2 separate regions of the Anas platyrhynchos genome follow, and region 1 is linked to region 2. A link is a contact called in public Hi-C data. All regions are on one chromosome and are shown on one strand. Each heading gives the region's core, a stretch centred on a gene start, on an enhancer-like site or on the middle of the called end of the contact. The rest is flanking DNA. Distances are from core to core; before and after follow the strand shown.

Region 1 (2,965 bases), core at 95-2,594, 57 kb before region 2:
TTTCTGCATGGAAGACAGAATTAATACACCCCCACCCCCCCCAAAAAAAAAAAAAAAAAAAAAAAAAAAAAAGAGCTTCAAAAACCCACAATGAATTGCTGACGCTTTAAAGGGAGAGCTGCTGCCACACCGATGAAGTCATCAGCTATTCTTACTTTTGTCAGCACCTCCCTGGTCTGTATTACTGATTAGATAGCAAAAGTATGTAGCCTTTAGAGAAAGGAGGAACTGTTCGTTTCTTCGTCTGAAAACATCACCTGTTGGATGTCTAATGTTTCTGATCTGGCCCAGGGATAATGATGGCAGGGACAAAAGCCCCGCATTCCAACCCTAATTATTTCACCCTCCTTGGTTGGGTTCTACCCATCTGTTTCGCAAGCCTATTAAAGCTTAGCAGAAGTAGTTAGCCAGGGCAGCACAATTCATCTTCCAGTGTGGTCCTTCCAGCCTTTATAACAAAGGGGAAAAAACAGAAAGAAAAAAATAGGGGGGGAGAGAAGAACCCTTGGAACCGTCTTTGGGAGCTCCACCTGTTGCAGTACACGGTGTCCTTTGAGCGGGGAGATGAGCTGGGCAGAATGGCCCCTGGAGCAAACCATACAGTGAGAAGTGGTTGCAGACATCTCTGGCCTTGAGCTGGAGCATCTCTGGACCCCAGAGCCCCCAGCCCCGCAGGTGGCTATGCCAGCCCCAGCCCTCCCCTACCAAAGCGGACAGGGGAGCCAGTCCTGTTGCCTGTGTGAGTGTCTACATCAGGTACCCTTGTTTTCAGGCTGCATCTCAGCCTCAATAAGGACAGGCCTGACTCGGAGTTGCTACGTTGCAGCTAAAATCAAGCTGCTGCTTTCTGGGGGGCTCACCCAGCCCTGCACCCTGAGGCTTCCAAGGGAGAGGAGCTTCATCCTGCCAGCTGGCACTAAATACACGTCTAGGGAAAAGGTACACAAAATACATGTGTGGGGACACAGCGTACTCGCTGCCCAGACACAAGATTTAATGGAAAAGTGAAATGGTTTAAAAAAAAAAAACAAAAATAAAAAAAAAAAATCCACATTTGCACGAACTGCTCTTATCGCGGTTCTCCAGCTGTCGTCAGCTCACCCCTCAGGTTTTTATGGCAAGCGGCAGGATACGAAAGTCTTTCCTCCCACCAAACCTGCAGCCACGGGTGCTGCTTCACGCCGTGCGGGCTGCCCGCTAACTCAGCCGCAGCCACCCCTTCCTACAGCTGCCGGAGCTCCGTGCCAGCCTGCTTCTGCCGCTTGTTTCTCCCCCCTGCACCGCCGAGGAGCGATGCGCTCCCGTTTTATATCCCCGGGCCGGGCCGTGCCGGCAGCCAGCAGGCGGCACCCGGGGGCCGCGGCAGCCGGGCCCCGCTGCCCTGTCAGGGGCGACCCGGGCCCAGCCCAGGCCCTCGGGCGCCCTGGAGGCGTTTGGCAGGGGGGTTTCCAGGACTGCCCGCTCTTGTTGTTGCTTGGGGGCAGCCCCTCCAGGTCCTTCTGCCTCTGTGCGAGCCGAGCCGGAGCTGGGCTGAGGCAGGGAGCGGGGCGAGGAGCAGAAATCTCGAGTTAATTGAGGCGTGAAGGGAGGCTGAGCGCAGCAAGGCCTCCGAGCACCGCGTACCAAAAAAATGAACGGTGCAGAGAGCTCTCGGCCAGCCTGCTGGGCTGAAACTGTCCCCTCAGGGCAGGCCGGTGAGCCTGGGAGAACAGATTTGGCTAGCATGGTCCTGCTGGAGCCTCTCGATACTGGTGTTGGCATTGGCACAGGCATTGGCACTGGCACCGGTGCCCTGCGCTGTGCCAGCAGCCCTGTGGCCGGGGAGCCAGCACGTGCAAAGCGCCCCAGGAAGGCTCAGCTAGAGCCCAGTGACAAGGGGGGAAGGCAAATTTTTAAAAAGGAAAAAAAAATCCTTTGTATCAGGAGTTGGCAAGCCTGTGTTTTATAGCAGCACTGAACTTGGCTGAAATGCCAAATGCAGATTAACTCCTTGCCCAACCCCATTGCAGTGTGACCACCATGCAAGTGTGTTGCTTACAGGCTTTGCTTTGTAACCAGAGCACTGTGTACACTGCAGTATCTCTCTAGTCTCCTTTTCCTTTGCCTCAGTCAGTCTCTCCTCCCTGATCATTGCTTTGCAAACACGTATACTATATCACAAGCACTGCTCACTTTCCTTTTAACATTATTCTCCAGTCTCCTCCACCTTTTCTCCTCAGCCCTGCGTTGGCAGGGTTCTGCCCCTATTTCCAAGCCACCATTTATACCTGTTCTGTGTGCTGGGGAGAGCTTTGAGCTACGTTATTTGTAGTTCAGGGTGATAGCCGCAATAACCGAAAGATCCAAGAAGCCACTGCCCTGAAGACCTTAAGCACTCTGAATTTCCACAGTTTCTGGGGAGTGGCACTCAGCATTGCTACACACAGACATCCAGCGTAAGAACTCCCTTCATGTTTTACTAACAAGTCCCTACAAGCTTACCGACATGCCACAGCTTCTGGAGAAAACTGACTCCATCTTCTCATCTCGGCTGTCAGCCTCCTCAGCTGCTCCTGTACGCCACCCAGATCTCCGGGACCCTCCTGGGGCATTCAGCTCCCAGCACTCCTCAGTTCTTGTAGTCACTGCCAATTTCTGCCCAGCTAGGCTGTCTCCCACCCTTCTGCTTGGTCCTTGCATTTTCTGCTCATTTGTTGCTTCCCTGTTGTTTCACTCACTCTTCAGAGCTGACCATGGGTTACTTCTTCTCTTGCTGATAGTTCCACTGTGGTATCTTCCATCAACTTCTCTGCTGACCACAACTTCTGCAGCCTCAACACTTGGTGTCCTCTCCCTCCACCCCTGCTACCTGCCGCCCCTTCCCCCTTTTCTTGCACCTCCTTATCCCGAGCCTCTCACAAGCACACATCCCTAATGGTTTCAGAGATGCCATTAATCTTTCCTGACCACAGGATCTTTTTTCCCC
Region 2 (2,700 bases), core at 69-2,568:
GCTGTGTGAAAAGCCACGAGGAATGCAGCGAACTGAAGTATTACGTGCATCTCCATTAGGAAACAGCTGAAAACCTGCTTGGCACAAGCATCCCAAGAGTTTTCTGCTTGAATCTTATGCCAAGGATATGCTGCCAAATAAGCCTCTTAACTTGCATTATTGCAGTTTATACCTGTCTATTTTGCGTTTACTGGCTTTTTATTTTGCACAACAGTGTAATGACATACAGCATCGCTTTGCAATAGCTATTATCTGATGTAGTAATGATGTTTATATCTATTAGTACCTGACCACAGCTTTTCAGTGCTTTCTATCTAGGTTTCACATAGTTCTTGCAAAGGAGAACTGGGTGCCTGCATTTAAGAGTCATTATTACCTTTTATATCTATATTTTTATGGTGTTACTTTTCACTGAGGCTGTTCAGTTATGCTACAGGGAGTGCCCCAATTTATTAAGACGTGCTTTTATTTTTTATGCTATATTTGTTCAGATGTTAGGCCAAGTGTTATTTTACATAATAACATGATCATAATACTGGTATACTTAAAAAAAAAAACCAACAAAAAAAACTTAAATAATACGTGTTTAAAATACAAAAATATGTAAATTAGGAGAGGCTGTATTTGAGTGTATGAAGTTGCGTGTAATTCTGCAAAATCAGATTGTAGGACTGATATTTGACAGTTAAATTACCATATAATGTTGGGTTTTCTCTTTGCAGATTAATGACATGATCTGTCTGACAGGGATGGTGAAAAAACAATTAGTATTCACAGAGCACTTAGACAATAACAGTGAATGCAATAGAAAGACTCAAGAGGAAATTTTATTGTATGTCCAAAGTATTCCCATAGGATGGATTAAAAAGTACTGAAATCCAGTGTTTAAACATTGAAGCATCACTTATTTATTTAATGCACTTACATCTAAAGTAGGTTTTCCATGTGCAGTGATTTTAAAGTGACACTGGGCACAGGGGATTTGCTGCTCTGCACGGTTCCGGACACAAACCAGGTACTTCCCATGTTTAACTGAGATTCTTGGCATGACTTGGGACACCCAAATTATTCCTTTGATCTCTCTAAGGAAAATACAAACCCAGGAATTCCATCTTTCCACGATCCTGTATGATTGATCCATCACGCAAGCAGTCTACAGTAATACAGGCATGTACCAGAGCAGTTTGAGCACACCAACTGCAGTAAATACAGCATGGTGGCTGCTACTTGAAAATGCAACAAATGCAAACCCTGGACAGTACTCACAGAGTACGGTGCTTTGTGTGGTGTGTCAGAGGTCTTGTGCAAAAGTGTGTCATGGGATGACGCCGTGAGAATCAGCATCAAGCATGTAGTTGTAACGATCTGAATAAAAGATGCCTAAGTCATTGACATTCTGGTGCTTTCTGAACTGGTTGACTTTGCACTCTTAATAATTGTTTTGTAATGCGTTTTGTCTGTAGTGTTGGAGACTGTGCAATAGGACAAAAAACCGAACATAGTAACTTCTTCATTAAGAAGTTACTCACCCAGCTCACCTCTCTGGGTTTAAGAGTGATAATGTTGCATGGTAGTCTTGTCTGGTATAATTAACTAATTTAATTAAATTGTGTGCGTGTTGTTATTGTCGCTTTTGTAGAAAGGCAGTTTCAAAACAGTGGAATTCCTTGTTGAATGGGCTGCATAATCTTCATGGCTGCGGCAGCACAGGTTTATTTGCCAAAATCTTCCTCCTGTCCTCTCATGTGAGCAGCCTGTGTGTGTGTGGTGCTGAGCCATCTGCATTCGGTAAGTTTTGTATTCCCCAAAGGATCTGCACAAGCTCAGCAAGTCTGGTTCAACTCTATCACACGCGTGCTACCAGACACTGCTGCTGGTGAGGAATGCTTTACACAGCCACATCAGGAGCATTTAATTTAGTGAAGGAGCCATTCCAACTTCAAATCTCATTTTAGGAACGCATTTCACTCCCGGTAAATTAAGTCAAATGTACCCATGAAGTCTTTTCTAGTTGAGTATTAGTTCCTATGTGCACACCCACAGCGGTTCGTTGCAGGACCTGCATGAACACCGAAGCTGAACAAAGCCTGAGCGGAGGCTCCTGGCTGCTGCTTCGGGTTCTCAATGGTGCCTGGCAGTGGCAGGGGTTTCAGGCACTTCCTAAATCCTTGTGCAGAGTGTGTACATTATGATTTCTTTCTTGTAGTTTCTGTTAAGTTGTGCTGTGATCTCTCCATTAAGATTTTTTTGCTTTGTTTGCTTTTCCTTTCCTATTTTCTTATCTCCAGATGTTGCTGCCATATACTCAGCCTGTTTTGAGCAGGTTTTTGTTCTGTGGTTGCTCTGTTTGTTTCTTTCACTGTTGACTTCATGAAGTTATACTCCAAAATTGCATAAGCTTGCGCATTAGCCTTTATACGGCCAGAAGGAATAGGAAGCAGTTTCTCAATTTCTCAGCTAATGCTTTTGAGCAGTCAGCAGGGGCCTCATGTCAAGGAATTCATTTTCCCACATGCGTGCTTTTTTGGACTGGCACCACTTTTAACTCAGATAATTGAACGCTGGTTTGGAAAGCTTCTTTTATTCCCAGAGGAGTCAATGTAGAAATTCTGCTCAGCTGTCAGAGATGATGATGTCTAAGTGGGTATCTCCTCCCAGTCTTAAGAGTCGTTGAATAAAAAAAGGTGACCCCATGGAGCA

What was found. Hi-C and Micro-C count contacts between places; a contact is called where the count stands out from the background.
Region 1: a contact with region 2 is called in a Hi-C map of liver, with 3 times the contacts expected there. The contact joins two enhancer-like sites. A contact is called at or near these places in 2 of 8 Hi-C or Micro-C datasets (liver and skeletal muscle).

The regions. Positions count from the first base shown.
Region 1 is chr1:41,803,695-41,806,659 of IASCAAS_PekinDuck_T2T, reverse strand. No RefSeq gene overlaps it. Among named protein-coding and RNA genes, the nearest start is that of PAWR, 9.0 kb to the right of the region's middle. Within about 2 kb of position 1,344, at least 4 of the 8 cell types and tissues checked have an H3K27ac peak or open chromatin away from gene starts, as enhancers often do.
Region 2 is chr1:41,746,484-41,749,183 of IASCAAS_PekinDuck_T2T, reverse strand. All of the region lies in intron 3 of PAWR (pro-apoptotic WT1 regulator), which reads left to right. Among named protein-coding and RNA genes, the nearest start is that of PAWR, 48 kb to the left of the region's middle. Within about 2 kb of position 1,318, at least 1 of the 8 cell types and tissues checked has an H3K27ac peak or open chromatin away from gene starts, as enhancers often do.